Linked DNA regions of Mus musculus: all the other regions are linked to region 4. Evidence: chromatin contacts called from public Hi-C, HiCAR-type and HiChIP or PLAC-seq data. All regions are on one chromosome and are shown on one strand. The core of a region is the stretch at or near the end of the contact, and the rest is flanking DNA. Distances in the headings are between cores, read along the strand shown.

The links. Hi-C and Micro-C count contacts between places; a contact is called where the count stands out from the background. HiCAR-type assays count read pairs that join an accessible place to other places. HiChIP or PLAC-seq counts read pairs in DNA pulled down with a chosen protein or histone mark.
Region 1: a contact with region 4 is called in an H3K4me3 HiChIP or PLAC-seq map of embryonic limb bud, with 3 times the contacts expected there. The contact joins the enhancer-like site here to the promoter of Unc5c in region 4. A contact is called at or near these places in 4 of 39 promoter capture datasets (the 3T3-L1 cell line, 3T3-L1-derived adipocytes, the C10 cell line and 1 more), 4 of 484 Hi-C or Micro-C datasets (DN3 thymocytes, the N1E-115 cell line and nephron progenitors), 4 of 115 datasets of contacts at active chromatin or transcription factors (astrocytes, embryonic limb bud, neural tube and 1 more) and 2 of 9 other capture datasets (liver and pancreatic islet).
Region 2: a contact with region 4 is called in a HiCAR-type map of kidney, with 4 times the contacts expected there. The contact joins the promoter of Pdha2 here to the promoter of Unc5c in region 4. A contact is called at or near these places in 3 of 39 promoter capture datasets (hippocampal neurons, liver and second pharyngeal arch cranial neural crest), 4 of 484 Hi-C or Micro-C datasets (cerebral cortex, cortical neurons, embryonic stem cells and 1 more) and 3 of 115 datasets of contacts at active chromatin or transcription factors (embryonic forebrain, kidney and neural progenitor cells).
Region 3: a contact with region 4 is called in a Hi-C map of cerebellum, with 2.4 times the contacts expected there. The contact joins the enhancer-like site here to the promoter of Unc5c in region 4. A contact is called at or near these places in 3 of 39 promoter capture datasets (the 3T3-L1 cell line and hippocampal neurons), 11 of 484 Hi-C or Micro-C datasets (the C2C12 cell line, the N1E-115 cell line, bone marrow-derived dendritic cells and 6 more) and 6 of 115 datasets of contacts at active chromatin or transcription factors (craniofacial prominence, embryonic midbrain, embryonic stem cells and 3 more).
Region 5: a contact with region 4 is called in a Hi-C map of nephron progenitors, with 4 times the contacts expected there. The contact joins the enhancer-like site here to the promoter of Unc5c in region 4. A contact is called at or near these places in 3 of 39 promoter capture datasets (the 3T3-L1 cell line and hippocampal neurons), 5 of 484 Hi-C or Micro-C datasets (the AML12 cell line, cerebral cortex, forebrain and 1 more), 5 of 115 datasets of contacts at active chromatin or transcription factors (embryonic limb bud, neural progenitor cells, neural tube and 2 more) and 1 of 9 other capture datasets (pancreatic islet).

What each region holds. Positions count from the first base shown.
Region 1 is chr3:141,710,272-141,714,030 of GRCm38.p6, reverse strand. All of the region lies in intron 2 of Unc5c (unc-5 netrin receptor C), which reads right to left. Among named protein-coding and RNA genes, the nearest start is that of Gm15689, 29 kb to the right of the region's middle. Within about 2 kb of position 2,295, at least 11 of the 459 cell types and tissues checked have an H3K27ac peak or open chromatin away from gene starts, as enhancers often do. A contact at or near this core is called in embryonic limb bud, where this site is marked.
Region 2 is chr3:141,210,652-141,214,520 of GRCm38.p6, reverse strand. It overlaps Pdha2 (pyruvate dehydrogenase E1 alpha 2), which reads left to right and starts at 2,166. Exons shown (of 1, transcript NM_008811.2): 1 at 2,166-3,869. The coding sequence starts at 2,776.
Region 3 is chr3:141,597,232-141,600,787 of GRCm38.p6, reverse strand. All of the region lies in intron 1 of Unc5c (unc-5 netrin receptor C), which reads right to left. Among named protein-coding and RNA genes, the nearest start is that of Gm15689, 84 kb to the left of the region's middle. Within about 2 kb of position 1,672, at least 11 of the 459 cell types and tissues checked have an H3K27ac peak or open chromatin away from gene starts, as enhancers often do. A contact at or near this core is called in the N1E-115 cell line, cerebellar granule neurons, cerebellum and 1 more, where this site is marked.
Region 4 is chr3:141,464,056-141,467,597 of GRCm38.p6, reverse strand. Unc5c (unc-5 netrin receptor C) reads right to left here and starts at 2,034. Exons shown (of 16, transcript NM_009472.4): 1 at 1,761-2,034. The coding sequence starts at 1,884.
Region 5 is chr3:141,658,852-141,662,714 of GRCm38.p6, reverse strand. All of the region lies in intron 1 of Unc5c (unc-5 netrin receptor C), which reads right to left. It overlaps Gm15689 (a long non-coding RNA gene), which reads left to right. Exons shown (of 3, transcript XR_003954683.1): 3 at 1-3,863. Among named protein-coding and RNA genes, the nearest start is that of Gm15689, 23 kb to the left of the region's middle. Within about 2 kb of position 1,899, at least 6 of the 459 cell types and tissues checked have an H3K27ac peak or open chromatin away from gene starts, as enhancers often do. A contact at or near this core is called in nephron progenitors, where this site is marked.

The DNA.
Region 1 (3,759 bases), core at 1,046-3,545, 250 kb before region 4:
TGTTTCTCTGCAATTATAATCTAACTGAGATCCCAGTGAAGGGTCTTCAGCTACAGTGTTGAAATACTTTCAAGTTTTGTATCTTGACTAACAAAAGTTGAACCAAAGCTCTAGGATTACAATTTCAGTGGAATTTATTTGAGGTATTAAGGCGATTTCAAAGATTCATTCTACAATGTGTCTCTATGCACTGACCAGGAGAGATTAACTGAGTGATATATGTGGGTCACGGCCAGTGCACTTAGAGAGTGAGCACACACATTTTCAGAATGGAGTGCTCATTGACAGCAATAGCAGAACACCCATATGGAGCAAGGGAATGTTCCCTGAGCCAAGTATGGACACAGTAAGAATGATGGAATGAATCACTTTTGCTTATTAACTTTATGTCCACCAATCCAAACATTATCTATTGATACTTTATCAAATACCAGTTATGCTAAATATACTATATTTGGCACTTGTGGAAAATGAATAAGACGGATTATTAATCCAACTTTAATGAATTGTACATAACCAATGATATTAATGGTTAAAAGGTTATATTCACAGTGGGATAATATAATTTATTAATGGGGAATAATTATGTTCATGTCTACAAAGAAGCTGTATAGAGACAAGAGTAAATGACAAGGGAACTCAGTCTACTAAGAAGGATCTCATAAGAAGGAGTAACTTTGTTTATATTATATGGAGAGAACTATTCAACATATAGGGTGGATTAATAAAGAGTGATGAGTTTGGGATTCAAAAAGGCCACAGAATACTGGCCACAGAGAGCAGTGGTGTGAAATGGAAATAGAGACAAGAAATGGTCCAGTTTGGCCATTTGGATTCTAATGGTTCTCAAAGTGTGACTCTTAGAAAGGCTTCCTTGGCATTATTTGAAGGCCTTTGGTAAAAGCATATTCTCAGATCCTCTCCAGACTCAATCAATAGGAAACGTTGGGGATGGGACCAGCCAGTTTTAGGGCTTTAACAATCCTACTGAGTAAAAAAAGTGTTTGCTAAATTGGAGAATTATTGTACATAGTGCTTAATAACTTTGATTTCTTTCAGAAAACCATGTATAGCATGTGATGGAGAGAGGACTATTGAATATATAATTGAGATAAGCAATATCTATGTATTCGTGTATGTGTGTATTAAGAGCTTAATAAGCTACAAAGTGTTATGATGTATAAAAATACTTTTATTACAGGTGACAGGAAAAGGTATGAATTCTGGAGATCTAAAAAGGATTACCCCACATATATTCTAACGCCTCAATGTATTCAAATCATTTCAGAGATGTCAGAGAAATTTATAGGCACCCAACAAATATAGGCACCTTCCCATGTAGGAAAGAATGGTATTTTCTACCAAGAACTTATAGAGTTTGAGTCATAAACCCTTAGATCTCCTGAAACCTGAATTATATTGAAGCCTAGGAAAGCTTGTATCACATATCCAGGACAGAAAAAGATCCCAAACAGAAAACTCTATTGTCAGATGTTTATAATTTAATGTTATTTCAAAGTTCCAAGATTATTAATTTTTATATTTATGCAAAAGCCTGCTTAAAAGATAATTTCAATTAATGGCATAGTCCAACACTTCACAGGCCAGTTGTGAAAATGACAAAGAGTTATACCCTTCAATGTCTAACTAATACAAAAATCTTCACATCAAAAAAATCACTGCTTTTCTTTATATTTCCTGGGTCCCAGTTTTCCAGTCTTGCTTCAGGTTTTCTCATTAACATCTAGAATGCTTTGTCAAATAAGGAAACACATTTTCCTTTCCCAAGCTCCACCTTGGTTTTCTCAGCACTTTCCAGCATTTAGTGCTTTTTGCCTGCTTTCTTGCTAAAACATGCCCTCTTTATGTGGAGGTCCAGCTACTAGAAATAAAACTCTTCCTTTAAAGTTGTTGCAGGAAATTTACAGTCACCAACGGCCTGATAAACCAACAGTGTGTATTTACTTCTAACTATAATGGCTCTTTCTAAAATACAGAACAGCAACAAATGGGCTTCGGATATTAAAACCACATACAAATATTTTGTGTCCTGAGATGATAACCTCAGGTTTCATTCCCCTCCCATTTACTTGAAGTAATTACTGGAAACCTAATTAAATGCTGGTGGAACTGTACCGGGTACAGTGTATCCTTGAGACTGAATGGGTTCATGAATGTTTCTAGTAACCACAAATCTGAAACCTTTTAAGAAGCCACAGACCAACCCTCCTGCTACAGGAGCTACACGTAGTATGAATGTTCTGAATTATGTGAGCCAGGCTTCCTGTGGGCGCTGGAGTCCAGCACACACGAAGGGCTGTCTTCAGTTTTACAGACACCCCATTCAGGACTGCATGAGCTAATTACAGTTGTGTACAGTTATTTGGCCTACAGCCTTTACATTCCAATATTTGGTCAATGGTAGAATAAGAAAGGACTGTAGCATGAAGTATCTAAATCTTAGGGCTCTGGATTACCTAAAATCTTCTTTGTTACTCAGGCTCTCAGCTGCACAGTTATGTACAATTTTTTTCATTGCTGCAGATAATTTTATTACCTGTGACATTTTGCTCATCAAACAAGATCCTAGTGATTTCTGTAAAAACAATATCTTTTCTCTTTGAAAGCAGAATTTCAGATCTTCTTGAAGTCCTGAGATGCAAGAAACAAACCTTCTTGAAATGTGAAATGCCATCAGCATTACTTCCAAGGAAAACTGCTTTGAAGACGCTTTGGGAACTTGAAATAGGTTTTAGGTTATTTAGGAGGTTGGGCGGGGGCTACGGGATTTACACAAATACAAATGAGTAGTTTCCATCACATCTGATAACATCAAAGACTTCCCATCACTTTCTTTAATAGTGGCATCTCAGAGATGCAGGCTGTTTGAAGTCTGCAGTCATTAGTGACTCTAATAGGATTCATTGTGATTTGGGAAGCAGAATGATTCGCTTGTTGTACCAAGAACATTTACAACGAGTATGAATGTGCACTTGGTAATGGGGAGTTTCAAATGGATATCAGTGAGCTCCTTGTGAGACCCCATAAATAAAACAATGAAACCTGCATTTTAGAGTAGTTTGATCACAAACATATGTCATTGATTTTAAAAGCTGATGTTCCCATGGAAACCTGATATGTAGTCCAATCAAATGACTATATATTAAAAGTTCACTAAAGTCGGGTATTTTGTTAAATCATATTGGTGAAAAGATAGGATAAATATCACCCAGCCTAAAGTTGTTAATTAGTTGTATCAAGGGTCTTCTTTATAAGTCAATTCTTAAAAGTTTCACACCAATTTTTCACAATCATCCTGCAGATTTATCAATGTATCAAAATACCACATAAATTAATAAGAATAAACCAATATATAAATAGAATCAAAGACAGAAGCCAAACAATGTCATTAAATACAGAAAAGGTCTTTGACAAAAAAAATCCAACATCCCTTCAAGATTATATTTATGGCCAATCTAGAGACATATGTCAACATAGTAAAGGTAATATACAAAAAGTTCATAATCAACATTTTGGTAAATGAAGAAACATTTAAAGCATTTCCACTAAAATCAGGAAGAGTATAAGGGTGCCCACTCTCCCCACTAATGTTCAATACAATCACTTGAGGTCTTGACTACAGTAATAAGACACAAGAAGCATATAAAGCAATGCAACTAGAAATGGAAGAAACCAAAGTAGCCTTACTTGCAGAGGATGAATCTCTCTCTCTATAAAACAACCTAAATCCTCTACCAG
Region 2 (3,869 bases), core at 917-3,416, 250 kb after region 4:
CTAAGCACAGCAGGATCTTTGAGTAGGTGTGGCTTATTGGTGTACAAAAAAAAAAAAAAAAAAAAAAAAAAAAAAAAAAAAAGAAAGAAAGAAAGAAAGAAAAAGAAAATTGCCAAGTATCCTTATAGCCCTGTGATAATGAAGCCTTCTTCTATGTCAAGATGGAACTGGTATCAGAAATTTAAGCAAACACAACTGCTCTCTAGAGGTTCAAACTAGCATATTGTTTCATGGGCAAGTTCTTAAGAAGCTATGTTTATGGTTACTATATGAAGAAGAATTGTGAGAACTTGACTCTAGGGCTGGTGAGATGGCTCATTAGGTCAAAGCCTCATGGCCAGAGCTCAAGTAAAGGTGGGAGGAAACAAGCAGCTCCCCAGGTTTGTAAACCAGGGCCGAGTAAAGCCTCCAAACTAGGATGCTCCATACATAGGATGAGAGGTTTATTGGGGACCAAACTGCCAAGGACATATCTGGGGGTGGGAGGAGAGCAAAATGACAGAAAAGTAAAGTTTATGTGCAGGATGGGGACATTGGAGCTGATACAGGAGTGCAGACTGACTGGACACTGGGTACCTTGGCCAAAGGTAATTGACCTTTTGGGAAAGGATAAGGTGGTTCCTGTTAAATGGAAACATTGCCTTAAGGGATCTGCTTTTATGGTGGACAGAAAATTGTCTTTAAACTTCTCTTTACCCAACCAAAGTTCTTTTGTTTAGGACACTATATCCTACACTCCTGGTTTTTGTCTGTTTTGTTAGTTTGTTTTATTATTTTTTTGGGGGGGTGGGGAGAGGGCGGCAATGCTTTGGACCTAACAAAGTTTTCCTCTTACACATGAGCTGTGACAAACCCCTAACACACACACACACACACACACACAAGGTTCTATATTTCCCTTACTAAGATTGATTTTTTTTTTATTAATTTCAAGCAAAATACACAAGCAAATGAGAATCTTTGGAGGCCAATTCGTGATATTTTTCAGTATAAGAAAAACCATGCTCACTTTAGAGATAACAGAAGAAATGTAAACAAAAATGTTTAAAAAATGTCCCCAAACAAACTTGTGCCAGGGAAATGTTAGTAATCTCCAAAACCAGACAGGATCTAATCAGATGCAACTCACAGCAGGGTCCTTATTCTATTCAAGCTAGCTTGCCCCCCTCCCCCAATGCACCACTATCATGCAAGATGGCTTTGGTTGTGGGAGAGCCCAGAATGTCTATTGGAGCAAGGCTTTATAGTAAAGAGCAAGCAGGGAGTATGTGTGCAATCATCTAACTGGAAAGCTGATGTGGCCTTTAACATAATTGGCTGGTGCTGGGAGTACATCATAAACTTAACTTTTGCTCCCCTTTGCATTGGTGGTCATTGGGTAAGGGGAAGGGCTTATAACCTGGGGTGCAGGTTTGTTTCGGGGAATAACCTGGAGACACTGGTCTTGTTGATGGTGTAACCTTTAAACTCTGGTCTTGTTGGGGATTAGCCTAGAGACTGGAGCTAGGCTCAGGTTTTGTTGGGGGGCAACTTGGAAACTAATGTTAGGTACCAACCTGTTAAGTTTACTAGAGTTCAAACTTAAGTCAGGTTCTCTAGAATGGAGTCTGAACTTAAAAGATTTGGCATCTCAACACAAACAAACAAACAAACTAACAACAACAACAACAAATACCAGGCACAATTCAGAACTGTCACAATGGGTAAAGAAGCCTGAACAGCTGAAAATTCAAAGTGCCTACGTGATATAAAGCTTTAATGCCCTCAGGCTGATGTTCTGCTTCCTCCAGATTATGACAGAGTAGGAGAATAAAAACTGCATTGTCTTTAAGAATATTAACTATTGTTTTAAACATTTTAGCGGCAAGGTTATCTTGAAAAGCTAGCATTTAAACAGTTTAAACTACAGATAATTTGCAAATTTCTTTTTCATTAAATAAAAATAGGATAGGATGGAATAAACTTACCAAGTGTACTTTAAAGATCAAAAACAACCAGAGGAATGGAAGGAGTGAGAAAAACCTATCTACTAGGACCTTAAAAAAAAAAAAAAAGAAAATCACAAATTATTCAAACCGTTTCCTCATTAGAAAACATGACCTCGAATGCACCAGGACAGTATATAAACAAGTAGAAGTCCGTGATCGAATTGTCTATGAGTGTTTCTGTATTTGTACATACTTTTCAATAAATGTTAAGATGTTGTTATTTTTTTCTTTTAAAAACGAAAAGGTAGAAGAAAGAATGATGTCATTTTGCTCCCTCCCTCCTTCCCTCCTGCCTGCCCTTCCTCCTTCTCCTCTTTTCCTCCTCTCCACCGCCCCTCATTTTGAGGCCAAAGAGACCACAAACTGACTGAGAATAGGATTCAAGTCCGGCTCCTACAAACCTCAATGCCTAGTGTCTGAGATTACAGGTATGTGTGGCACAGTTACTGTCTGAGTTTAGAGGTGCTGGGATGGAACCCAAAAGCTCTGCACAGTAGGCTATGTCCCTACCCTGCCAGGACTTTTTTGAGTTGTACAGGGAAAAGACACTCAGTTGCTGTGTGAGTGGCAACCATGATGTTAAATAGGAGGAAAGTGTGGGAGATCCTCCCTTTCCAGTTAGAAGCATCAGAGGAGCAGGCCCCGTGGGCGTGGCTTCCAGCTTGCTGACGTAGGCAACGCGTTTGCATCCCGTTATTGTTGCATCAGAGGAGCTCGGCAGCCATCTTAAAAGCCACTGAGTGATCGTTGGGAGCCGAGCCGCTACCGTTGTGCCTCGCGTTTCTCCATGAGGAAAATGCTGACCGCTGTGCTGTCTCACGTATTTTCGGGAATGGTCCAAAAGCCAGCTCTCAGAGGACTGCTGTCATCTCTGAAGTTCTCCAACGACGCCACCTGTGACATTAAGAAATGTGACCTGTACCGGCTGGAGGAGGGCCCACCGACCTCCACCGTGCTCACCCGAGCCGAGGCCCTCAAGTACTACCGGACCATGCAGGTAATTCGGCGCATGGAGTTGAAGGCCGACCAGCTGTATAAGCAGAAATTCATCCGTGGTTTCTGTCACCTGTGTGATGGGCAGGAAGCCTGCTGCGTGGGGCTGGAGGCAGGGATAAATCCCACGGATCACGTCATCACGTCCTACCGGGCTCATGGCTTCTGCTACACGCGAGGACTGTCCGTGAAGTCCATTCTCGCCGAGCTGACTGGACGCAAAGGAGGCTGTGCTAAAGGCAAGGGAGGCTCCATGCACATGTACGGCAAGAACTTCTACGGTGGCAATGGCATTGTTGGGGCCCAGGTACCCCTGGGAGCTGGTGTGGCTTTTGCCTGTAAATACCTGAAGAATGGTCAGGTCTGCTTGGCTTTGTACGGCGATGGTGCGGCTAACCAAGGGCAGGTATTCGAAGCATACAATATGTCAGCCTTGTGGAAATTACCCTGTGTTTTCATCTGTGAGAATAACCTCTATGGAATGGGAACCTCCAACGAGAGATCAGCAGCCAGTACTGATTACCACAAGAAAGGTTTTATTATCCCCGGACTGAGGGTGAATGGGATGGATATTCTCTGTGTTCGGGAGGCAACCAAGTTTGCAGCTGATCACTGCAGATCTGGAAAGGGGCCCATTGTGATGGAGCTGCAGACCTACCGTTATCATGGACACAGTATGAGCGACCCAGGGATCAGTTATCGTTCACGAGAAGAAGTTCATAACGTGAGAAGTAAGAGTGATCCTATAATGCTGCTCCGAGAGAGAATTATCAGCAACAACCTCAGCAATATTGAAGAATTGAAAGAAATTGATGCAGATGTGAAGAAAGAGGTGGAGGACGCAGCTCAGTTTGCTACGACTGATCCAGAACCAGCTGTGGAAGATAT
Region 3 (3,556 bases), core at 423-2,922, 130 kb before region 4:
TGCCCTAAATGTCTTTATTAGAGAAACAAGATTTATGCTTTGAGACTAGGGGGCAAAAGAAACTTGGGTGTATGTAACGGGTCTTCTGTCAGTCACTCAGTCTATTGGATTAGGGGCACAGAGGGAAAAACTGTAAGAAAGTTATCTTGTTTGGGTGACCACAATTCTGTTCCTTGCAATTCACTTTTATTCATTCCCTTGAGCTTTCCGGTATGTGATATTACTTTTGGGGGGTTTCTGGGAGAAGTTGCTGCAGAAAATAGTGATTCTCTTGTTTCCCGATTTTCAAAAATTAATGTGCACATATGTTTAGCATCAGACTCTGCTCTATCGACCCATAAATCTGTACACTACAGGAAAAGTGTATGCATTTTAAATAATTCATGTGTCACAGTATGGACTTGGACTACACTGGAGAAAATTAGGCATGCTAAGAATTCACAATTAAACTGTATCACAGTCTTTTCTCTCTGTTTGTGTAATCGGCAAAGTTGGCTAGGCAGTAGCTGAGGGTATACATACAGTTGTTTATTAACTTGGAGCTTTGTACAGGTTTCCAACAGGGGATCCTGAACTAGTCATTATTTTTCCTCCCACTGGTGTCCTCCTGCCACCACGCAGCTTCCGCCTTCATTACCATTTCCTGGGAACTGCTCCAGGAGTGCCCGCTCTTCCAGCCTCCCCTCGCCTCTTGTCTTCACTCCATCCATTCTCCGCAATGCTATAGAATGAGTCCCTACCCCCACCCCCCTCAACATGAAATTCTGATCATGTCACCACTCGACTTGAAATCTTATTTCTTCAGATGCTAATATTTCACAGATGGGCTTAGGGGCTGCAAGAGTCTCCTCAGCCTGATTGCTCCTCATCACTCTTCTCCCAGAGTCCTCCACACATAGAGGTCCTAACTGTGGATCAGTAGTTTTTCAAGGCTTTCTTTTCTTTTCACCCATTATTGTCATCTTACCTTGCTTTTCCCTGTGCTTTAGAGTATCCGCCATTGAAGGAACTGACCTTCATTTTGTAGTTGTTCTGCAAGTTCTGAGAATTGTGCCTGGCACACATTAATGGATGTGTGACAAAGGATTGTTGGGTAAATTAATACACTGTGTATGCTATATTAGAAGAAGTTGCATTTGGCAAGATCTAACCAAAAAATGAGAATTTATACACCTCTCCCTCTAACTTCTGATGCCTGAAAAATTTACAATTCATGACTGATTCCATAAATGATTTAATTGCCTTAGCCCATAAGACTAGGGCAACATAAACACTGCTCTAATTCTTACCTCCCATGCCCAAGAACCAGGGAAGCTCTTCTTTTACAGATAAGACAAATCTTGGTGAATGAAAAATATAAGCATCCCTTGGTACCTTTGGGCAAACACATCTTCTTTCTTTCTTACACTCTAGTCCCTGAACTCATATGTGAATACTCTTGCTGTATCCCAGCCTTTGGGTCTTGCAGCAACTTTCACATTAGAGAGTCATTGGTTGCTTTAGTAATCCTGAGGTATATCTTGTGCAGGTTTCTTGAGTGACTCCTCGTGTTCTGCTCTTAATACCTCTCATAACACCACAACTGCAAACCAAGCAGGCTGCTTTCTGGGCCTCTCTGCAGAGATGAGAGCACTGACCTAAATTCCCTGCTGTCTCCTCAGCCTGGCTGCTCTAGGCCACCAGCTCCCAGCATATTCCCACAGAAGACCTCTTTGCAGAATTGCCACTCATCAACCAGATCTGATCTAACATCTAATTATTCTGATTATGCCACAGTTGTGTAGCGGTCCTCATTACCTTTGCCTTTTTAAAAGATAATTTAGAACAATCAAGTGAATTCATCTTTCCAGTGCAGGGGATGAAAATCTAAAGGATTGGGAAGTGTTTCTGAGCACTGTCCCACTCTTCTTCTTCTCCTTCTTCTTCTCCTTCTTCTTCTTCTTTTTTTTAACAATAGTAATATTAACCAAAACCCATGTTTTTACCAAAGAGTTGAAAATAATTTCACTGAGTTCTCTTGAGGGACTCTATAAGAGCTGGGAAATAGGTACTGTTGTTCCCACAGTAGACAGGTGTTAACTGAGTGTCTTATATTCCTGGGTTTCTGGAATACAAGAGGTACAATCTTCACATTAGGAGTTCTTACCATCAAGTAAAGACTGTAACTGAATTTCCACTAAGACACGAATGTAGGTTGAGATTTATCTGTTTCTTTCTTTCTTTTCCTTTTTTTTTCTAAATACATTAGACCAATAGCATTTTCTTTTGAAAAACTAATATTCCATCCCAAACAGCATACCATGTTTCTTTCATACACAGATGAAGAGATCAAGGCATTTGTTAAAGACTTTTATACATACACACACACACACACACACACACACACACACACACACACACACGGGTAATTCTTATATTTCTGGTTGTGAGCTTAGCCTTTAACAGCTGAGCCATCTCTCCAGCCCAAGGGGTAATTCTTGTATCAGTTCTCTAGAATCTCAAGTTTCCTCCCCATGTCCCCAGTAGTAGACTGAGAGAAAAACCTTAACGTAACAACATAGATGTGATCAAGTAAGTTGGGGAAATCACATTAACGAAAAAGCTGGCATGCTTCCAACAGTCTATTGGGCCAACAACAGCTTCTATGCTATGCTCTCTTGCTTTGCTACCTACTGGTTTCCAAGACATGGTAAGCAGGGAACTTAATAGCTCTTAAATGATTGTGTGATGTGTATTCTTCTAGAGAATATAATTTGAGCATTTTTGTCCTATCTGATTTTATTAGCAGATGTTATAGCAAATAAAGAATGTGAAGAAATTGCCCAGCATCTAAAATACTTAAACCCTAAACCTTCTGTGTTTAATGTGAATATACAGCTTATTCCTGTGCGGTTATGTGCATATAAACACTTTAGACTGTCAGGTTCCTCCAACCATTATATTATATCCTAATCAAGTGTACCTGCCAAAGATACAGTTAATTCCCTTCCATAAGAGAATATTAATGCCTATAACTTCATCCACATGATGCAAATGGGCAGGCAGAAATCCATAACAGGAGTTTGAGGTAATTTATTCAGGTTCAATAAAATGTCTTTGAACTTAAACACATTTTCAAGAAGGTTATACAGTGCAGTGAAGGAGAGAAAATGATCCAGATAATTATGCTGGAAAGATAAAGAAAAGAATTTTGGAGATTATTGTGACCTTTCTTTTACAAGTGGGAAAATAAGATAAAGTCCAAATCTTCAGTACAATAATATTTACTCATCATATTAAATTCATATAACCTTAAGCCTCTCCCTTGATGATGAGTCTGCCTGAGCCCAAGCCACAAAGGATTTATCTTGTTGATCCTTTACCTGAGTTGTCACAGGCCCACTTAACTCTTTCAAAGGGGTGCTACAGCTGTGGCTATAAAACTACACAAGTAATTTTATAAAATATGAGCCTTTCAGAGATTCTATTAGCTGCTAACTTTTGGTGCCATTTAGTCTATACATTTTTGCATGCCCTATTTTCTTTATTGACAAAGACACTTTGCTGAGCCAAACAT
Region 4 (3,542 bases), core at 785-3,284:
CTTCATCGATCCTTCTCCTACCCAGTCTTTTTAATTTGGCTGTTGTAAGCTCTCCACAGGGATCCTGCCTCCTTTTTGCATCTTTGGGGACTTTTAACTTTTCCTTTTCCCAAACCCTTCCCCTCACCCCCCAGTGGCTTAGTCCTTTGTGCACAGAAAAATGACACCGAATTCCAGCAGGACTCATACAGCTGATTCCAGAACCCTTAGGCTTCCTAAGATCGTTGTCCACGTTGGCTTCCTAAGATCCTCCTGGAAGCATTTCTGGCTAGAGTCCTGAAAACTTCTCACCACTTTCAAGAACTCTAGGCTTTCTAGCACGGATTCCCTTGAACATGGTCAGAGGTGCTCTGGATGTGTGCATAAGCAAACCAGAGCTGACCCACAAGGGTAGGAAGCGTCTGTCCAGAAAGGAAGGCAGGATTTATGAGCATGGCCACTTAGCAGTGTAGCAGGAGCAATTTACTCCCTAAGTAGCTATCTCAGATTCACACTGCCTTGCTCATCGCATACCTCCTCATGAGGACCAGGCTTGCCTGGCCTCTGGGCTTTCTTTCAGCACCCACCTCCCTGCATCAGTGCCTGTAGATTTTAGGAAATGCAGGCTGCAGTTGGAATAAACCAGTCTGTGAGCATCATGGAAGGAGGGTTGCTGCTCCTCCCCCCAAACTCTCCAAATTCACAAAGAAGTGTGTGTGTGTGTGTGTGTGTGTGTGTGTGTGTGTAGAAAAGGGAAGGTCTCTGAGCTGGTTCTGAATTGTTGCCTCTCTCTCCAGGCAAAGCTGTGTTGCCTTCTGGCTATAGACAATAAATAAATAAATAAATAAATAAATAAATAAATAAATAAATCTTTAAAATGGCAAAGAAGGATCTGGGTGGGAACTGGTTTGAATAAGTCTGGGAGCTGCACCTCCCTCTAAAACTCAATGAACAAGAAAGAAGCCTCCAAGATGAACCTCAGTCTAGGTGTCTTCCCTCTACCCGTACAAGACATTCCCAACTCTGGACCACTGTCCTCCTACTCCGGCTTTGCTCAGAGTGCCACACACTTCGAGGCTTACACGCATTAAAATGTCAGTTATAAACTGGTTAGCAGCGTCCTTTCCCCCAGAGAGTTGCAGATTTGGTTCGAACAGCTAGAGTCACCCACTAGAGCTGTGGTTTTGAAGTTTTTCAAGGATCGCCTGTCCGGAGCGGGACACGAAGAGGTTGTGAGTGGAGAAGCAGGCACACCCGGAGCCTGTCCTTTCTGGGCGAATTGAGCATCTCCATAGCGCCCCATCAGCAGTCTAGGGGCACCAGCGCCTATGGGTCCTTGGCGGTAATGGACATATTTCCTTAGCGGAGGTGGAAGAAAACCCTGCAAGCGCAGCCATCGCGCACAGCGAGAAGCCTCGGCACACTACACATATTGGGGCACATACCACAACGCCACTATCAGTGCCTCTGGAAACCCCCGGCTACACAATATTCAAAACCGTGCGTCTGTGGGTCTGAAAGTGCAAAAGACACTCCAGGATCCCACAGGCACCGAGACAGCAGCTACACTTAACACACCCCGGGTCCATCCTTACCCAGATCCAGAGCTAAGACTGAAAATCTGGTTTCTTAACTAGTTGGGAAAGTGGGATTTAAAGTGGTTTCCATTGGGGGCAACTAGGCAGGTGAGGAATCAAGGAGCGCCGGGGACAAATAGAGGTAGAAGAGAGGGAAGACAGAAGCAAAGGGAGGTGACTGCCGCGCCCTGAAGACCCTCTTACCTTGAGCGGCGGAGCCGGTGCCACTGGCGCTTAGCAGGGCCAGGGCAGGTAACACAAGCATCTGCAGCAAGTATCCTAGTCCCAGTCCGCAGCGGGCCGCTGTCGCCCTCAGACCTTTCCTCATCGTCGGCAGAGGTGTACGGGGAAGGGAAACGCCACCAGGAGACGCGCAAACAGCCGAAAGCCCAGCCAGGCAGGAGGCTGGATCCGGCCACCGCCAGGCAGTCCTGAGAAATAACAGCAGCCTGAGCGCCACACTCCACTTTCTCCAAGGGCAGGGGCCAAAGGGGGTGGAGAGGAGCCTCCGAGGAGGAGTTTGAAGGTCCCTCGTCCACTGCGCCTAGCCACTGACGTCTCCCGGCTGCTAATGCTCTGCCCCCACTCGGGAAGTGCTGGGAGGTGTAGCGCGGCCACCACCACAGCTCCCGCAGCTCCGCCGCCAGCCGAGCGGGCGCTGCTCTCGGGTCCCCGCGCCCGCTCGGATCGCACAGGCGCCGGGGATGGGGAGGTGGCAAGAGCGGGAGGAGTGGCGAGCCAGCGAGGCGCTCCCCGCTCTGATCCTTGCGCTTCTGTGCCGGAGAGACTCCCGGGCTGCCGCCCGCCCGCCGACGGTCCAGCGACTGTCGCCTCCAGGAGTGGGGCGAGCGGGGGTCCTGGGTGGCGCTCGCAGAGGAGGCGTGGAGGGCGCGGCCCCACTCCGCGCGGGGGGAAGCGGCGGCGGGAGCGCGCTCGCCCGCCTTATGTAAGCGAGGATGGAGCGAAATCCACGCCTCGCGCGGAAGGTGGAGTCCACTGGGTTCACTTGCTCACTTGCTCACTCGCTCCGGCGCTGACAAGGGACACCTGGGGGCAGAGGCAACTGCGGCCAGGGGCAGCACAGTCTCCCCGCCTGGCGCCAGACTCCTGCTCCGCAAGCGCTGCGGGCACGCCTCAGGCCACTTGGCGGTGTCCAGCGGAGCTCAGCCCACCGCCTGGCAGTGTCCCTGAGCCGGCCAAGCCTAAGCCAGATGCCCCAGGACTGCTCTCGCTCTAGGATTTAGGGAGTTGCGCTTGATTGAGCCGGAGGCGGGCTGGAACTTGTTCGCATAGATGGGAAAGAAGGCAAGAAGCATTTGTAGTGGCTCAGCCCACTATCTTTGGGTTGTCAGCGCCAGTCAGGCTGTTTTATGCTCTGCGAGCCGGTGACCTATTTGTGGTGGAACAAAAACTGGAAATCAATGGAAACTCCCTCGGTACTGATTTTTTTTTTTTTTTTTTTTTGCTTGTTCATCTTGGTGGCTGCTGAGATTGAACATTTAAAGAGTGCCGCGGCAAAACCAAGAGAACCCCCCCCCCCCCAAAAAAAAAAAAAAAAGAACAAAATTTGCAGATGCTCAACTTGATGTTGGAACCTATAACTTAGTCTCCAAATTCTTAAGAGCGAGGAGAGAGGACTAAATCTGCTTCAGTACAGAAAGACATTTTGGGGAGTAGTTAGGTTGTGAATTCGTGATAAAAGGATGAAGGAGGAGTGTGAGGAGGAGTGGGTAAAACAAGCCCAGCCTAGACAAAAGGAAGGCGAATGTCTGAACACACCAGCTAAGCTCCACAAGATAGTGTGAAAAATCCCCGATGTTTGTGCATTTAAAATGAATAATTTTATCACGTAAAGGTTCAGTTTCAAGTGCAAAAGGAGCCATATGTAAATACACAGAAGAGTTTAGAAAGTGTGGGGCGGGTGGAGAAAATGGCTGATTTCAAGTCTAATTTGAGCTGTGGTCAGAACTGTCCGGGTGAGCAGGT
Region 5 (3,863 bases), core at 650-3,149, 200 kb before region 4:
ATTCTGGGGGTGGTAGCCTCCCCCATCACTTGGAATTGCTCAGAGACTTGTTTTTCAGTTGAGTAATTTCCATCTATCCTGTTCTCAGAAGAAGCCAGGGTAGTACTCTTACGCTTTGCTTTGCAGATAGAGTCTCAAAGAGGTGCCTCATTCTACCCTGGATTTCACTCTGTAACACAGACTGGTCTCTAATTCATGATTCTCCTGCCTCAGCCACCTGAGTGATGATGGGTTAGCAAAGCATGTACCATCATACTTGATTATAAGACATGTTTCATTTTCATCTATCTTGTGAGATACAACTTTTAAAACCTCATAGATGAATACTTAGGTATTAAACATTTGTGCATGCCTCCAATACCATTTCTATCTATAATAGAAGAGCTAGAAAAGATATCTACATGTTTATGGCTTGGTTAAAAAAAAAAAAAGTGTTACACTGGATCTTGCCTTCCACATCCTGGAAATGTACTTGAGAAAAATTTTCTTGTATTGCTATATTTAGCAATTATAATAAGACTACCAAACAAACATCTATAAAGCACTTACAAAATGCCAGGTAGCCCATTAAGGATGTTAGATAGACTCCCAGTTACTTCCTACAATATATCCATGGAAAATACCATTATCTCCATTCTAAAGATAAAAATAGCAGCAGAGAAATTAATTAAATGGCTGAAATATACATAGCTAGTAAATACCAGGAAAAGTTTATGACTATCAGTCATTATCTAGGCTTAAAGAAGCACTGATATGTTATCCACTCTGTGAAATTGCTTATGAAAAAAAAAACATATATTTATTAATTATAGGAAAAATGAGAGCTATGCCCCCAGTTATCACACAACTATGTTTCCTAGCCTCCTCAGAGATATCAGTAATATGTTTTTATTCTTTTTTTTTAATTATAGAACTGTCTAATTCTATGAAGATGCTTGTATAAATTGCTTTTAGTTGCCTGTCAAAGTTCATTTGGGGGGCTGGTGAGATAGCTCAGAAGTTAAGAATGTTAGTATCTCTTTTAGAGGATCACTGTTCAATTCCTAGCACCCATATTATATGACCTATAATTGCCTTTAATGCCAGCTCTCTGGGATCCAGTTCTCTCTTCTGCCTTTCTAGTGTACCTACACACAAACATACATACACACACACACACACACACACACACACACCACACACACACACACAAACATACACACTCACAAGCATGCACTCATGCATACAAAGACACACAGGCATAAATAATAATGTAATCATAATAAAGTTATTTTTAATTCAATAAGGTAATGTGTAGCCAGGTGGTGGTAGGGCCTGCCTTTAATCCCAGCACTTGGGAGGTAGAGGCAGGTGGATTTCTCAGTTTGAGGCCAGCCTGGTCTACAAAGTGAGTTCCGGGACAGCCAGTGCTATAAGATAAACCCTGTCTCAAAAAAACCCCAAAACAAAAAAAAAAACAAAAAACAAAAAACCGAAAACAAACAAACAAAAAACAAAAACAAAACAAAAAAGGTATTGTGTATGCTAAGTTGAAGAAACAGCATATCAAATTATGTCCATATAGAAAAAAATAAAACATTACAGTGTAGAGTATGTCTAGTAACCCATAAGACATTTGCTGCTCCACAGTGAGGTATTGACACTGGTAAAATTCCCATCAAGTAAATGACAATCAACTAAGGCAACATGAAAAAACGCATGGAACCTAAGGTAGGGAGGATGATTTGTGGTGTGGCAGGCACTGAAGATCCAGCCCTGGCCTGTTGGACTGTGGGAGGAGGGCATGCTTGAACCTTCATCAAATCTCCAAAGGGAAACAGGAGTTGACTGCATTGGCTAATACAGAGGAGGTGGTGATTTGTGGGACTGGAGAGGGCACAGCTGCTCATGTTAGGGAGGCAAAAGGCACTCATGTCTGCAAAATAGAGGTCTCTGAGCCTATGTGGCTCTTTTGAGAAAAGCATGTCCTTCCTGTCTTCCACTTCAGTAAACTGGAGGAGTGAAAACACATTTGTGAGTGCCGAGAGTTCGCCGACGTTAGCAGCCTGTCGTTTTCCCAAAGTTTGAAAGAGCAATGGATTGATTTCAAGGCTCACAGTGGGACAGGGTACGACAGCAGGGCTCATATGTCTTTCGGAAACAATATAAATTCATAGAGCTATTTCAAGGTCTCGTGAAGAGGTGATAAACTGGCGGGTCTGGTTACACACTTCCTCCTGTGGGGATGATTTTATCCCTTTTAGATAAGGCAGACTGATTTGCTGTTTTCTCGGGCTGCTTTTCTGCAAATCTACTTTAAATGAGCAGGTTGATTTCAGGGGCAGATCTCTTAACTCCCTCTTCTTCCGCTTGGGTTCAACTCAAGTTCTTGTGAAATCATTATCCTTTCTGTAGCCTTCAAGATGGACTGCTGCAAAACCAAATTACAAAGTAAACAAAACGAAGTTAAGAACGTGTTCAAGGATAGGGTCCTTGTGCAGCTGTGGGTAAGGAATCAAGCAGCCACCATGGAAATGTCGCCCTTTTAGCTTGGGCTTCCTCTATATCCTATGCCTATGACTTTCTGAAACACACAGCCACTCAGGCCAAAGAGGTAGTTTGCTCTCCCTAAACTAGAGCTACATCCAAATCAAAGCACAGTATCCCCTTTCAGCAGTTGGAAGTGCAAAGAATCAAGGCAATTAGCTTGTTTCTCAGAAATCACGCCAGTTCTCCAGGGAGGGCTCTACTTGTAAGATCTATCAAGAAAACCAAGCTTCATATTCTTCACAAGCTGGAAAATCAACTGAATATTACCAAGTCAAAGACTCTAAACATATCCTTATTATGCTCAATATCAGCTTATCTGTTCACTGCTGGTTCTTCCATATACTGAGTGAACAAACAAACAAATTCCATATAGCTTATTACCTACAGTTCTCACCCTTCCCAGCAATAAATAGGCCAGGAAAAATAGCACCCTACATTTATTGCTGCAAACCTACATAGTCCACACACATCCCTGAACTCTCTCAGACTTTTATTAACTGTTAAGTGGGAGCTAGGGGAGATGTGTTGGTTTTACTTTCCTCTCATCTACTTCTTGCTTGTATTATAACCAGATCCCCATTTTCTCAGCCCCTGTGGTTGAGGCTCCCATCACTTCCTCTGCCGTCTCTCAGCATACCCACATTTTGACCATAGTTACTGGTTAAGATGAGCACATGATGGAAGTCTGGGCAACTTAGAAGAAACCTGAGATTTTGATATGCTGGGAAGAAGATTAACACCGAGGAATGAGCTGTTATTTGGGAGGACAAAGGTCACATTCATGAAAAGTAGCCCTTCCTGTCCTACATCAGTGTGGGATAATATACTAGACAACTCTAGAGGGCACCATTCACACCGAAGTTTGAGTTAGCATCAACACTGGAGTTAAGCATGTACAGAAAGTCTAACCCAACTACCTTTGCCAGCTGGTTGACTGGGCCAGGAAAGCACTTGCCCTAGCAAGTGTTTTCAATCACCATAATGGTTCTTCTTGGCTGTTTCACTGTATAATGAACTGATCATTGTCTGCAGTATTTGCATTTGGGGAGGGGAGTTTCTGGCAGACAGCTGGCTCCACAGGTTTGCCATGGCACAAAACAGACACAAATTGCCTGCCTTTGCTGGCCTGTGCTGTGTTTATTATTGATTCACTGGCCAAAGCACTGCAAAAATTCAGGCTTCTGAAAACAACAAAATGTTGTATCTCAGGATGACCCAAGTCTTTGGGTGGTTCGAGATTCATTGAACATAAGATGATTTAGCAAGTGGATTGTTTATAACTCGAATGTCTTTTTTAACAACATCCTTTTAATTTGTTGCTACAGCAATATTCC